Linked DNA regions of Mus musculus: region 1 is linked to region 2. The links are chromatin contacts, called in public HiChIP or PLAC-seq maps. All regions are on one chromosome and are shown on one strand. The core of a region is the stretch at or near the end of the contact, and the rest is flanking DNA. Distances in the headings are between cores, read along the strand shown.

What was found. HiChIP or PLAC-seq counts read pairs in DNA pulled down with a chosen protein or histone mark.
Region 1: a contact with region 2 is called in a BATF HiChIP or PLAC-seq map of CD8 T cells, with 10 read pairs. The contact joins two enhancer-like sites. A contact is called at or near these places in 1 of 15 datasets of contacts at CTCF or cohesin (the NIH/3T3 cell line), 4 of 484 Hi-C or Micro-C datasets (CD4 T cells, erythroblasts, nephron progenitors and 1 more) and 2 of 115 datasets of contacts at active chromatin or transcription factors (CD8 T cells and embryonic stem cells).

The regions. Positions count from the first base shown.
Region 1 is chr2:18,178,177-18,185,197 of GRCm38.p6, reverse strand. All of the region lies in intron 13 of Mllt10 (myeloid/lymphoid or mixed-lineage leukemia; translocated to, 10), which reads right to left. It also overlaps the pseudogene Gm13351. Among named protein-coding and RNA genes, the nearest start is that of Gm39761, 15 kb to the left of the region's middle. Within about 2 kb of position 1,932, at least 11 of the 459 cell types and tissues checked have an H3K27ac peak or open chromatin away from gene starts, as enhancers often do. A contact at or near this core is called in CD8 T cells, where this site is marked.
Region 2 is chr2:18,102,679-18,109,222 of GRCm38.p6, reverse strand. The region is part of intron 4 of Mllt10 (myeloid/lymphoid or mixed-lineage leukemia; translocated to, 10); the gene reads right to left. Among named protein-coding and RNA genes, the nearest start is that of Mllt10, 41 kb to the right of the region's middle. Within about 2 kb of position 1,537, at least 8 of the 459 cell types and tissues checked have an H3K27ac peak or open chromatin away from gene starts, as enhancers often do. A contact at or near this core is called in CD8 T cells, where this site is marked.

The DNA.
Region 1 (7,021 bases), core at 683-3,182, 76 kb before region 2:
CTAGCTGTCACATGTGTGTGTGTGTGTGTGTATGCGTACGCGCGCACACACACACACACTCACGTGCACAGAGAAAAAGAGGCTGACCCTAGCCAGGAAGGATTCTACCCCACAGAAACACATGCCAATGCAGAAGTCACTTTTGTCAATGTCCCAGTTTGTAAAAAGTGGGTAATGCTCCTGACACATAATAAGAGGCCAAAGTTGTTGCAAAACTCTTCTGATCCATGTGACAGTCTCCTGGACAAATTTCCTTCTCCAGTGTGTCAGTAAGCATCCAAACCTAAATAGGAACCACGAAAGGAAGAGAGGAGAAAGTGGAGGAAAAGGAGAGAGGAAATCACGAAAACCTGATTTAAATAGGACAAAGAGAGAATATTAATAAATATTAAAAGTAACTAATATTAACTAGTGTTAATTAGGCCGTAGGAAGGAAGGCTGTAGTTTAAAGTATCACAGAGCTGGCTGAGGTGGCTCGGTCAGTGAAATGCCTGCTAAAATCACTACCCTAACTTGATCCTCAAAATCCCCAGGCACTGGGAATAGCACAACTGGGAGCTGAAGGTTCAGCAAAAATTAACATGGAAAAAGATAGTGAGTGCAAAGTGACAGAGGAACATACTATCAGCTCTGGCCCACGCATGTCTGTCTGTCTGTGTCTCTGTCTGTCTGTCTCTCTAACACACACACACACACACACACACACAGAATTGATTTTGGGAATGGGGTTCGGAGAGAGCCTTGGAATTCACTGTATGTCCTGGACACTATGTGTCACTCTATAGACAGAATGGCTTCAAACTCAGAGATTCACCTGCCTTCCCTCCAGGGTGCTGGAATTAAAGGCTTGCACCACTGCTGCCCAGCAACAACAACAACAACAACAAAATTGCAGCCATTAAAGGGGGGGGGGGGTGAAGAATGTAGAAAAACTGACATAACTAGGTATCATAATACTAAATGAAATAAGCTAAACTCAGAAATACTGCACATTTCCTCTTATGGGAAGGTTGGATCTAAAGGGGTGTGTGTGTGTACATGTATGGAAAAATGGAAATTAAGAAACAAGCTTAATCAGAATTAGTAAAGACCATTTTCTATTACAAATGTGAATTACAAGATGATTATCAGGGTCTTGGAGATTCCTGTAGGCATTAACATGCCTGCATAATCTAGACATGACAGGTGAGCTTGGAGCCCCAAGACCATCATCCTCACCAGCAGGAGAGCTATCAGCTAAAGCATTGTTGCACAAGCCTAACAATTGGAAATTAATCCCTAAAATCCATCAAAGAAAAATGAGAAAACTGATGCCACACATAGTTGTATTCTGACCTTCACATCTATGCTGGTGACATTTACATGCACAAAGAAACAAAGAGGCACATTTAAGTAAATCATTTAAAAACCAGCATGCACAAATCTCAGAGGCATATGCACAAAAGCAGTAAGTAATCTTGTGACCTCTAAAACTGACTTTCTGCTGTCCTGGGCTAGGGATAACAGTTTTAAGTTGTGAATATTTAAAAAGCACAATTCTTGTACAGAAAACTAAATTTTTAGGTTCTATTTGAAAATGGAACACTTAAGCTGGGTGCAGTGGTGGTATACATGTTTAATCCCAGTCTGTGGGAGGCAGAGACAGGTGATTCTCTGAGTTCAAAGTCAGCCTGTTCTACATAGTGAGGTCCAGGACCGCCAGAACCACACACAGAAACTGTCTTGGTGTGGGGGGGGGAAAAAAGGAAGGAAGGAAGGAAGGAAGGAAGGAAGGAAGGAAGGAAGGAAGGAAGGAGACAAACCAACAGCAGCAAAGCAAAACAAAAGCAAACAAAAAAACCAACATATCAAAAGTAGCTGGTATAGTGTGAAATCCTAACAATCTGGCTAGCTGTAGACAGGATGTACTCACTTTAACCCATCAGAGTTTCCATTATCTCATACTGTGTGGCTCACTCATGGTACCCATCTTGCCCCTAACATTAATACAGGGTTTCCCACATGTGAGGACAATGGTCAAAACCAAAGAACAAAAATTACAACACCTAGGGATTGCTCAGAATGATCCAGGGAAGAGGACCACAGAAAGAACCTGATGGAGTATTATTTAAAAGACAGACATACAAAATAACAGGGCAAAAACAAAAGGATCAATCTTATTCAAGCAACTTCACAAGAAAGTCTCAAACACATCTACCAATGATCATTTAACGCCAGAGTACAAAGTCAATGAAGTAAAACAACAAATCATAGAACAATAACTAACACCTAACAAACTTAGAGGCTTAGAAGATGAGTCCATAAGTAAAGTGGTTGACATACAAACACAAAAACGAGTCCAATCCCAGAGCCCACGTAAAGGCCAGGCACCGTGGAATTCCAGCAGTAGGGAAGTGGAGACATGAGCAGACAAAGGCTTGCTGACCAGTCTAGCCAAACCTCAGGGCCCTGGGTCCTGTCTCCAAAAACAGTGTAAACAGACTGAGGAAGATACACAACATTAGGCACAAATATTCATATACAGAGACAGACAGACAGAGACAGACAGACAGAGAGACACAGACACACACACACAGACACACACACACGACATACGAGTCTGGTCATGCTAGACAGAACAGAACCAGCACTTTTAGCAAAATGAATATTTGTAACAAAAGACGACTGAGAAAAAGGCAGGTATACATGTGTGCTGCAGTGCATGCTTGTGTGCCATATATGTGCAGGAGCCAAAGAAGGTTAAAGAAGGTGCCAGATTCCTTGGAACCCACATTACAGATGGTTGTAAGATGCCATGTGAGTGCTAGGAACTGAACACACGTCTTCTGCAGGGGCAGAAGTTAAGTGCTCTTAACTTCAGACACATGGCTCCAGCCTAAAAAGACAATACTGAATGTGGATTATTCCAGTTTATTCAACAAATGTTAGCTTTCTACAATTATATATACATATATACACAGACACATACATACAGCAAAAAGAATTTTGCCTTCCTATTATCACAGTAAGCATTGATAATCTAGTAGAGCTAGGTACAGTGATCTATGACTACAGTCCCAGAACCAGGAGGTAGAGGTAGAAGGATTGCAAATTCAAGATGAGTCTAAGCTGTGGAGTGAAACTATCCCTCCAAAACTGGGGGAAGATGTGGGATAAGGTGAAAATAAAGAAGCACTGTGCAAAGCTTTAAAGGAAGGTTGAGATTTAGAGTTAATGAAATGCTTGGACTACTTTTTTCAAGTATATTAGAAATATAAAACGTTGACCTTTGAATACTTGGCTTGCTTATGTGTTTATTGAGTATGCATGCTTCTGGCAAGTGTGTACAGGCCAGAAGTCAATACTGTATAGTGCTCCGCCTTTTTTTTTGAAACACTCTTTCACTGAGTATAGGGCTCACTGAATCAACATTACTAACTGCCAGCAATTCTAGAATCCTGTCTAGGCTTCCCCAGCACTGAGATTCCAAGTGCCTGCAATTATGTTTCGTGTTTTACTCAAGTACCAGGGATCTGACTGAAGCCCAGCATATATACTTCACCAACTGCCTTAGCCCTAATAGCTTAAGTGTGGATGATGAAAACACACCACACACATAATATCCAATGCTCAGAACTAAAAGACAAAAGTTAGGAGGTACATACTGAAATCCAAACAGTACATGTTTTTTTTTTTTTTTTTCTAAGAACAAACTTCTGGCTGAGATAAAAATTGAGTCGGATGTTCTCAGATAAATGATGACAATCAAAGTTACTCAAGTGTCTCCATATTATTATACAAAAACTGACAATGCCCACTTAAAGGTTTTAGAAATGTCAACTCATATTGAGGATCACCAAATGGTAGCTACAGGAATTTTAGCATTTTAAGTGCTAATTTAAAATTTCTAGGTTAAGTAAGTAGTATTATCGGCACAGTATGAAAGCCAAAACTACCATCCAGCACTCCGCAGCACTGATCACCAACCGCCAGACTTAGAAGGTTGGCTGTTTGGACAGTGCATTAGGATGTCTACATAGACTGCCCAGACCAAGCGCAATCTAATAATCCTGCTTGGGAGACATTTATGAAACTCGGGTTTTTGTTATAAAATACTGACTGCAAAATATTCCTTTCACAGTAATAAAAATTAAAGGGAGATGTCTAATTTTCACTCACCAACCTGACAAACACTTGGGTAAGATCTTCTCAATCTTCTGTATCTACTCTTTTTATTTAAAAAGAAAAAAAAAAGGGGGGGGGGGTGGGACTGGAGAGATGACGTAGAAGAGTACTTGCTATTCCTGTAGCTGACCTGGGTTCAAGTCCCAATGCAAACTTAATGGCTCACAACTACCTAGAACTCCAGTCCCAGATACTCTGATGTCCTCTTTTAACTTCTCCAGGCAGCAGAAATCCACATGTTGCACATCTGTCCATGGAAGAGGAGCACATAAAACAAGAACTCAGCAGCAAGTGCTCTTGATGGAGGCCGTCCTCCCCGCTATGCCCCACCACTACTCTCTACTCAACATCGGTCTCTTTCCATCTTGTACAAGTTTTACAACTTTTGATCTAAATCAATCTAACATTCATTGAGTTCAATGAAACTGAATCCTATAACACACAAGCTCTAGGAAAGGACTCTCAAGATCAGGAAGAGAACAGAAATGATAACGCAGAAAGATACGTGGGTGGCAGTGGCATACTGACTCACAATCTTTTATCCACCCATTCATTTCCCTGTCCCTTCATCTAGTTAACACTTAGTAATGACTAAGAAAAACTCGATGAGTTAGAGCAGAAATAAAACTGGAAACAAGAAAAACAAGATAAAACTGTGTTCACCAGGAATATATAGTTCAATTACAAAGACAAGTTCACAAACACATAAAAATGCATTCCATAATAACTAGGATAAACAAGGAAAAGGCACTTTAACAAGAGTGAAAAATTAGTTATTCTGCTGTGGTGATTTGAATATGCTTGGCCCAAGAAATGGCACTATTAGGAGGACATATTGGGGTGGGGGTCCATCCAGTTGTTAGAGGACATATTGGGGTGGGGGTGGGGAGTCCTTCTAGTTGCCAGGAAGACAGTCTTCTGTTTGCCTTTGGAACAAAATATAGAATTCTCAGCTCCTTCTATAGTACCATGCCTGCTGGGACACTGCCATACTTAGTGCTATGATGACAGTGGACCTCAGAACATGTAAGCTAGCCCTAATTAAATGTTGCCTTGTAAGAATTGCCTTGGTCATGGTGTGTCTTCACATCATAGAAACCTAACTAAGACATCTGCTACACTTGCATATGTGAGCCTAGCACAGCTGTCATCAGAGGCTTTGCCCAGCAACTGATGGAAACAGATCAAGAGACCCACAGTCAGGGGTTGTCTCTGACTATGTTGCCTGCTTTAATACCCTTTCCCTTTCCTCCTACTGGGCTGTCTCTTCTAGCCTCAATGATGGAGGAGGGGCCTATTCTCACTGCAACCTGATATGCCAGGGCTGGCTAATATACATGGGAGGGCTCCCATTTTCTAAAAAGAAATGGAGGAGTGGATTTGGGGTGAGGGTGGGAGAATGGGAGGAGAAACAGTGGTTAGGAAAAGAAAAAGAGTGGGAGCAAGAGAAGAAAGAAGAAAAGGGGGGAGGAGGGGAGTGGAGGGGCAAGGAAGGAGAAAGAAAATGGAAAAGAGAAGAGAAACTTTAAAAAAAAAAATGAAGTGAGATCTCATATTGAACTCAGTTGGAAGAGGAGAGTCCAGTCTTAAAATGGAGGGCCCTAATCCAAAGAAAGCACAGCAGCTGAGGAAACTGTCCATTGCTGGTCTGAGCTTTGAAACCACAGATGGTAGCTTAAGAGAACATTCTGAGAAATGGGGCACACTTACAGACTGTGTGGTTTCGTGACCTACTCTTGTGTTGAAGAGGTGGATGCTGCACTGTGTGCTCGGCCACACACGCTTGATGGGCGTGTGGTGGAACCAACGAGAGCTGTTTCTAGAGAGGATTCTGTAAAGCCTGGGGCCCATTTAACGGTGAAGAAAATTTTTGTTGGTGGTATTAAAGAGGATACGGAAGAATATAACCTGAGAGACTACTTTGAAAAGTGTGGCAAGATTGAAACCATAGACATTATGAAAGACAAGCAGAGTGGGAAAAAGAAGATTTGCTTTTGTAACTTTTGATAAAATTGTTCAGAAATGCCACACTATTAATGCACACAACTGTGAAGTGAAAAAGGCCCTTTCTAAACAAGAGCTGCAGTCTGCTGGGTCACAGAGAGGTCGTGGAGGTGGAGCTGGCAGCTTTATGGGTCCTGGAGGAACTTTTGGTTGTGGAGGAAACTTTGGTGGAAGAGGTGGCTATGGTGGTGGAGGTAGTGGCAGCGGAGGTAGTTATGAAGGTGGTGATGGTGGATATAATGCACTAGGAGGCAACGGTGGCAACTAGTGATGGTCCTGGTTACAGTAGTAGAGGTTATGGGGGTTGTGAACTGGGATATGGAAACTAGGGTGGTGGATATGGTGGTAGAGGAGGAGGATATGACGGTTACAATGAAGGAGGAAATTTTGGTGGAGGTGACTATGCTGGAGGTGGAAACTATAATGACTTCAGAAATTACAGTGGACAGCAACCATCAAATTATAGACCCATGAAGGGAGGCAGTGTGGATGGAAGAAGCTCGAGCAGTCCCTATGGTGGTGGTTATGGATCTGGTGGTGGAAGTGGAAGCTATGGTAGCAGAAGGTTTTAAAGTAAAATAGAAACAGACTACACTTCTTAGTGAGAGAGAAAGACAGAGAGAGAGACAGAGACAGAGACAGAGCAAAGACTTGTCAGGAAAGCTGGAGGTTATGTTGAGACAGTTGTCCCAAATGCATTAGAGGAACTGTAAAAATCTGAAGGAATGATAATCCATAGTCAGAAAAGTCACTGCAGCTTAAACAGAAAACCCTTCCTGTTCAAGACCAACATAGATTCAGTTTACAAAAACATGCAGCTATTGATTAATGCAACTTAGTGTCAATTAGATAT
Region 2 (6,544 bases), core at 288-2,787:
CGAGACTAGACCAAAAGGAGGTTCTCCATTTCCAGGTCAGCAAACACTACATAGTGAATTGAAGATCAGACCACACTATAAAGTTAAGACTGTTTTAAAGAGCCGAAATTAAATAAATACACAAATAGTGTGAAGGAGATAAATATATATATTAAATTCAGTAGGTAGCAGTGCCCCTGGTTACTGGTTGAAGTGCTAGGCTCCATTCTCAGTTTGCAGTAAGTTACAGTACTTCAAGTTTCAAAGGCTTGAGAAGCAGTCCAGCTGCAGAACACTGCCTAGTAGACACAAGGGTAGGGCTGCATCTAGTCTCACCATCAAGAACAAAAAGGAGAAAAAAGGATGCTAATATGCTTAATCTTACTAATCTTAAATGTGATTAGTTTTTATATTGTCAATATTTTGAATGTTCATATAGTGGTTGTCATTTTTCTATCTTAAATCTTTATCTGATTACCAGTTGATGTTAAAGTTCCTTTTAATTATAAAAAGTGTGACTGAAGGCTGGAGAGAGAGAGAGATGGCTCAGTGGTTAAAAGCACTGACTGCTCTCCCAGAGGTCCTGAGTCTAATTCCCAGCAACCACATGGTGGCTCACAACCATCTGCAATGGGAGCTGATGCCCTCTTCTGGTGTGTCTGAGGACAGCGACAAGATAGTGTGGTCACATACATTGAATGAGTCAGTGAATGAATCACAAGCAACAAAAGTGTGGCTGCGGTGGCTAAAAAGCTCATGCAGCACAAAAGAGCTCCTGGTAAACTGGAAAGAAGTTCCAGGAAGGTGGGGGACAGCATGGGAAAAGGCAAGTAGAATCATTGACAGACCACAAGCTAAGACTAAACACTAATATGTCACACAAGAGTACCCATAGGCTTTAATCATCAACTCAACAAGCAAAGCAATCCTCAACAAGAAGCATTTTCCTCATCAAATACATCTTATACGGAAAGCCATTTTCACAACTTAGGCACAAATGATGTCCATAATCTGTTAACTACAATTTCTACAATAAAAAGCACAAATGAAATCCCACAAAATTAAGAAAATCAGAATAAACCTACAATTGAGCTATCACAAAATAAGTATGTTTATTATAATCAAATAAATGTAAATTAAAGCAGGATGGCTCTGTGCAAAAGATGATGCAAATCACAAGCAAACAAACAAACAAACAAACAAAGGTACTTTCAAACACCAAAGGAAGGATCATATCCCTCAAAAGGAAAAATTATTACAAAATAAAGCTTGAATTGGGGACAGGAGAGGAAGAGGTATGTATAGCTGCTACTTTTAATGATACTGGCCATAAACATAAGTATAAAAAGCATATATAAAAAACATAGGCTGGGTGTGTTGGTGCATGCCTTTAATCCCAGCACATGGGAGAGAGGCAGGCAGATGGCTCTCTGTGATCTGAAGACCAGTCTGGTCTACAAACTGAGTTTCAGGCCAGTCAGCCTGAAACTATGAGACAGCTCTAAAACAGAGCACAAAGCACAAAGCCTGGAGCAATGGTTCAGTGGTTGAGAGCACTTCTTGCTCTTGCAGACAACCCTGGTTTTAGTGCCTAGTAACCACATGACAGCTCACAACTGTTCTTAACTCCATGACTTCAACACCTTCCTCTGACCAGGTATGTATGTGGTTATGTGTATGCACACACTTGCAGGCACAACATACACATAAAGGACAATACACATAAAATAAAAATAAATAAATCTTTCAAATAATAAAGATTATAAAGCACTGCCAGGTGAACTGGTCCACTATTGAGAGATGAAGGTGAGAGCAAGTCTACAGGAAGCAGGGAAGGGAGGGAGGGAGGGAGGGAAAGGGGAAGAAAGTAAAACTAGGAATTATTGTCTCAATGGTAAGGATTAAGTACACTGATACAAATTAACCTATCAAATGTAAGATCTGTTTCCAAAAACCTTGACCATATCCCAGACAAGGCTTAAAAATATTTAAAAAGGTAAGGCATGGTGAGGCATCACAGTGGTAATCCATCACTAAAGAGGCTGAGGTAGAGAGCCTAGGCCATGAGACTATACATATATAAATATAAGCATATGTACACATACACATAGGATGCAAAATATCCAGATTTATACCAACCAAAAATGGTAAAGGAAGAAGGTGCAAGGGTAAGTATCACACCAGAAAGAAATTATTAAATTCTCTTATTAAACTCTGGAAAACAGTGAAAGGTTTACCACAACCAAGCACCTACTAAACTAAGAAAAAGGGGGGGGGGGGGGAATGGGAGCTCTTTGGAATCTTTCTCTTAACATATGAAAGCTTTAGGTCAGGGGTTCCTAAATACAACTGAGCTTCCAGTGTAGAGAGACTCTAGTCTCTGATGGCAAAATAACCAAAACCAAGGTTTATGAACAAAGAATTATGTCTGTCAATTCTTCAACGGTCTGAAAGCTAACCAAGGACTGAGATGTGCCTGTCTTGCACTCTCTGAGTTCATTCAAAAGAGAAAGTGCCCTTAAATTCAACTCACAGATGCCTGGAGGGAAAGAGTATAGATGAAACACATGACTAAGTACCAAAAGCCTGGGAGGAAAAACTAGAGAGCTCTCTGGCAACCTGGTGCATTTGAAAACACCTGGATGTGCTGGAGGATGTGGAGAGCCACAGACCTGCCTAAAGCACAACTCATCTTAAGACCTAAGAAGACCCTCAATTGACCCCTGGATAGAATCTGTGTATGGTACAAACAAGAAGTGAGAAATAAGGAAAAGTGGGAGATAAACTGGAGAAAACACAGAAAATACAAACACATATAGATGGTGTTTCTTCTATACTTGCCCCCCACTTATCTCACTATTTTATACTAGATGCTCAAGAAAATAAATCATCAAAACACTCACTGAAGAGTTTTCATCAAGTGTAACAAAAATATACAATTTAAAAGTCAATTAAAAAAGGAAAAGAAAACACTGGCCGGGCGTGGTGGCGCATGCCTTTAATTCCAGCACTTGGAGGCAGAGGCAGGCAGATTTCTGAGTTCGAGGCCAGTCTGGTCTACAGAGTGAGTTCCAGCACAGCCAGGGCTATACAGAGAAACCCTGTCTCAAAAAACAGAAAGAAAGAAAGAAAGAAAGAAAGAAAGAAAGAAAGAAAGAAAGAAAGAAAGAAAGAAAGAAAGAAAGAAAGAAAGAAAGAAAGAAAGAGAGAGAGAGAGAGAGAGAGAGAGAGACAGAGAGAGACAGAGAGAGAGAGAGAAAGGGAAAGAAAAGAGAGAGAGAGGGAAAGAGAAGAAGAGAAGAGAAGAGAAGAGAAGAGAAGAGAAGAGAAGAGAAGAGAAGAGAAGAGAAGAGAAGAGAAGAGAAGAGAAGAGGAAAAAGAAGAAGGAAAAGGAAACACAGGAAGCAGCAAAACCTAAACTTTAAAAAGCAGAACTTTACTCTAGAATTAACCCATTATAACAATTATATCCAGTTTTTGATTTTACAATACTTAGGATAGCTCTCAAAGCATAGCACCCTACTACTGAACTACAGCCCCAATACATACATTCTAAAATAGGTTAAAAAGTTTATAAGGAAAACTTGCAGACACTGGGAGATAATTCAGTCGGCAGTAGGTAAAGTGCTTGCTGTGTAGACATAAGGACTTGAATTGAGATCCCCAGTGTCCACATAATCATAAGGTGTGGTAACACATGGCTGTATTCTGTTAGAAAGCAGACAGGAGAGACAGAGTTGCCACCCAGTCAGTCTAGCAAATCAAGGAATCCCAGGTTCCATGAGATACCCTGTATTAAAAATAAGGTAGAGGAAGACGAGTGCTCAACATCAACCTCTAGGCTTTACATTCATACATACACACACATACACACTCATGTGTGCGCGCACACACACACTCAAAAACATTTAAGTATGACTCATTCACAGGAGATATTAACAGAAACTCTTCATACAAAAGTTTAACAGTAGATTTTTTAAATAAAGACCTCAACTGAACTGTCTTACACATGCACAAAGAATTTCATGCTGATGAAGAAATAGAAATTATTAAAAAGAATCAAACAAAATCTTGCCAGGCAGTGGTGGCACACGCCTTTAATGGCAGCACTTGGGAGACAGAGGAAGGCGGATTTCTGAGTTCGAGGCCAGCCTGGTCTACAGAGTGAGTTCCAGGACAGCCAGGACTATACAGAGAAACCCTGTCTCCACCAGAAAGGAAGGAAAGAAAGAAAGAAAGAAAGAAAGAAAGAAAGAAAGAAAGAAAGAAAGAAAGAAAGAAAGAAAGAAAGAAAGAAAGAGAGAGAGAGAGAGAGAGAGAGAGAGAGAAGAGAGAGAGAGAGAGAGAGAGAGAGAGAGAGAGAAAGAAAGAAAGAAAGAAAGAAAGAAAGAAAGAAAGAAAGAAAGAAAGAAAGAAGAGAGAGAGAGAGAGAGAGAGAGAAAGAGGAAAAATTTTTTTTTAATTTGAGGAGGAGGAGGAGGAAGAAAGACTACTAACTGTATTTTCAGTTGACAATACAGTCAGAGATAACAGTCTGACATTTTGATAAATGACAGACACTCCATATATACAACCATGTTCCCATAAGATTATTAGAAAGACAAATTTTTCTAGCCATTACAAGTCCCTGTGCACTACATTATTAACATGTTTATAGTAATGCTGGTCTAAACAAACTTACTATGCTAGCATTCAATATACTACCCACATGCAACAATGTGTGTATATAGCAATATTTACTAATAATAAAAAAAATTATGCTACTGGCTAATGTGTGTTCTATGGTTTTGTTTTGTTTTTTTTTTATTTTTATGCCTTCTATTTGCTTTTAAAAACCAAATATGTTACCTATACATTCAACCAAGTACTTAAGAAGGTATTCTAAAAGGCACTGTTACTACAAGTCCTAACAGCTCCATGTTTCTTTCACTGGTAGCAGCGGTTTCTTGTGTTTTAGGGTTTGTTCTGTTTTGTTTTGTTTTCTTTTGTTTGTTGCAGTACTAAAGATTGAATTCGGTTCCTCACTCATGCTAGGCAAGTGCTCATTAAAAAGCTACATTCTCAGTCCATGAATATGTCTGCCCTGAAGACCTTTCAACGAGATGGTACATGAAGGGAAGATATACTGACAATGACACCCCTGAACTTATGGAGAACAAAGCTAATCTTGTGTTGTTTCTAAGTTTTTAACAAAAAACCTAAAAGGTTTAAGAAAGAGAAAGAGAAGAGGATAGGATAGGAGGTGCCACAGAACTTCAATGCTAGCACTTAGAATGAGGCAGGAGGATCTCTCAGTTTTAGGTAAACCTGGTATATACAGAATTCCAGGTCAACCAGGGATATATAGTAAGACACAAAAAAGACCTTTTACCCTGGTGGTGGTAGTGGCAAGTACCTTTAAAGCCATCACTTGGGAGGCAAAGGCAGGCAGGCAGATCTCTGAGCTCAGGGCCAGCTGGCCTACAGAAGGAGTTCCAGGACAGCCAGGGCTGCACAGAGAAACCAGCCCTGTCATGAAAAACCAGAACCAGACTACCTTCTTCCTGTCTTAGATCTTCACACTCCCACCACTGACTTCAGTTACTCACCAAAGACAACTTCAAGTCTGCCAAACTTCACCAAGTACCCTGTACTGACAGTTGTTATATCTTTTCTTGCCTTAGATTTTTAACAACTTACCACTATGTTGTATTTACATTATCCAGTAGTATAGCAATATGATGTGTATTTGTAACCTAGAGGCAATAAGCTACATCATATAATTTATGTATGCAGTAGAGCATGTGTCTAGATTTGTGTAAATACACTCGCTCTATGATGTTTACTCAATAAGAAAAGCACCAATGACACATTTCTCAGAATTTAAGCAGTTTATGACCACATGTAAACAGTTAAATAATCAACTTTTACCAATAGTTTTAAAGCTAGGGAAATCAATAAATGGCCAAAGGTTACAAATGAAACAAACTAACAAACAATAGAAATGTTTAAATTATTTAATCACTAAAATCAATTATTCAAATTGATAACCTTAAGAAATTCAAGATGGGGGCTGGAGAGATGGCTCAGTGGTTAAGAGCATCAATTGCTCTCCCAAAGGTCCTGAGTTCAAATCCCAGCAAGCACATGGTGGCTCACAACCATCTGTAATAAGATCTGACACCCACTTCTGGGGTGTCTGAAAACAGCTACAGTGTACTCACATATAATAAGTAAATAAATAAATCTTTAAAAAAAGAAAAAAGAAAAGAAATTCAGGATGTATTTGTTATTCCTACCAAGTATTTAAAGATTATGAAATTCCAGTTTTACCGAAATACCGCCAGAAAAAAGAGTATTTCCCAATTTGTTAAAATGCCAACATAACACTAATGCCAAAAGCTAAAAACAATATAAAAAGGGAAGTCGCTGTTTTAATCCCTTATGAACGGGTGCCAATTTCTTTATTCATTTATCCTGCAGAAATCAGTATCTTCAACAAAATGTTAACAAAATGAATCTCATTATTTTAGGAAAAGAGGCTAATTTTACTTTCAAAAATAAACCAGTGTGATTCCCAACAAAA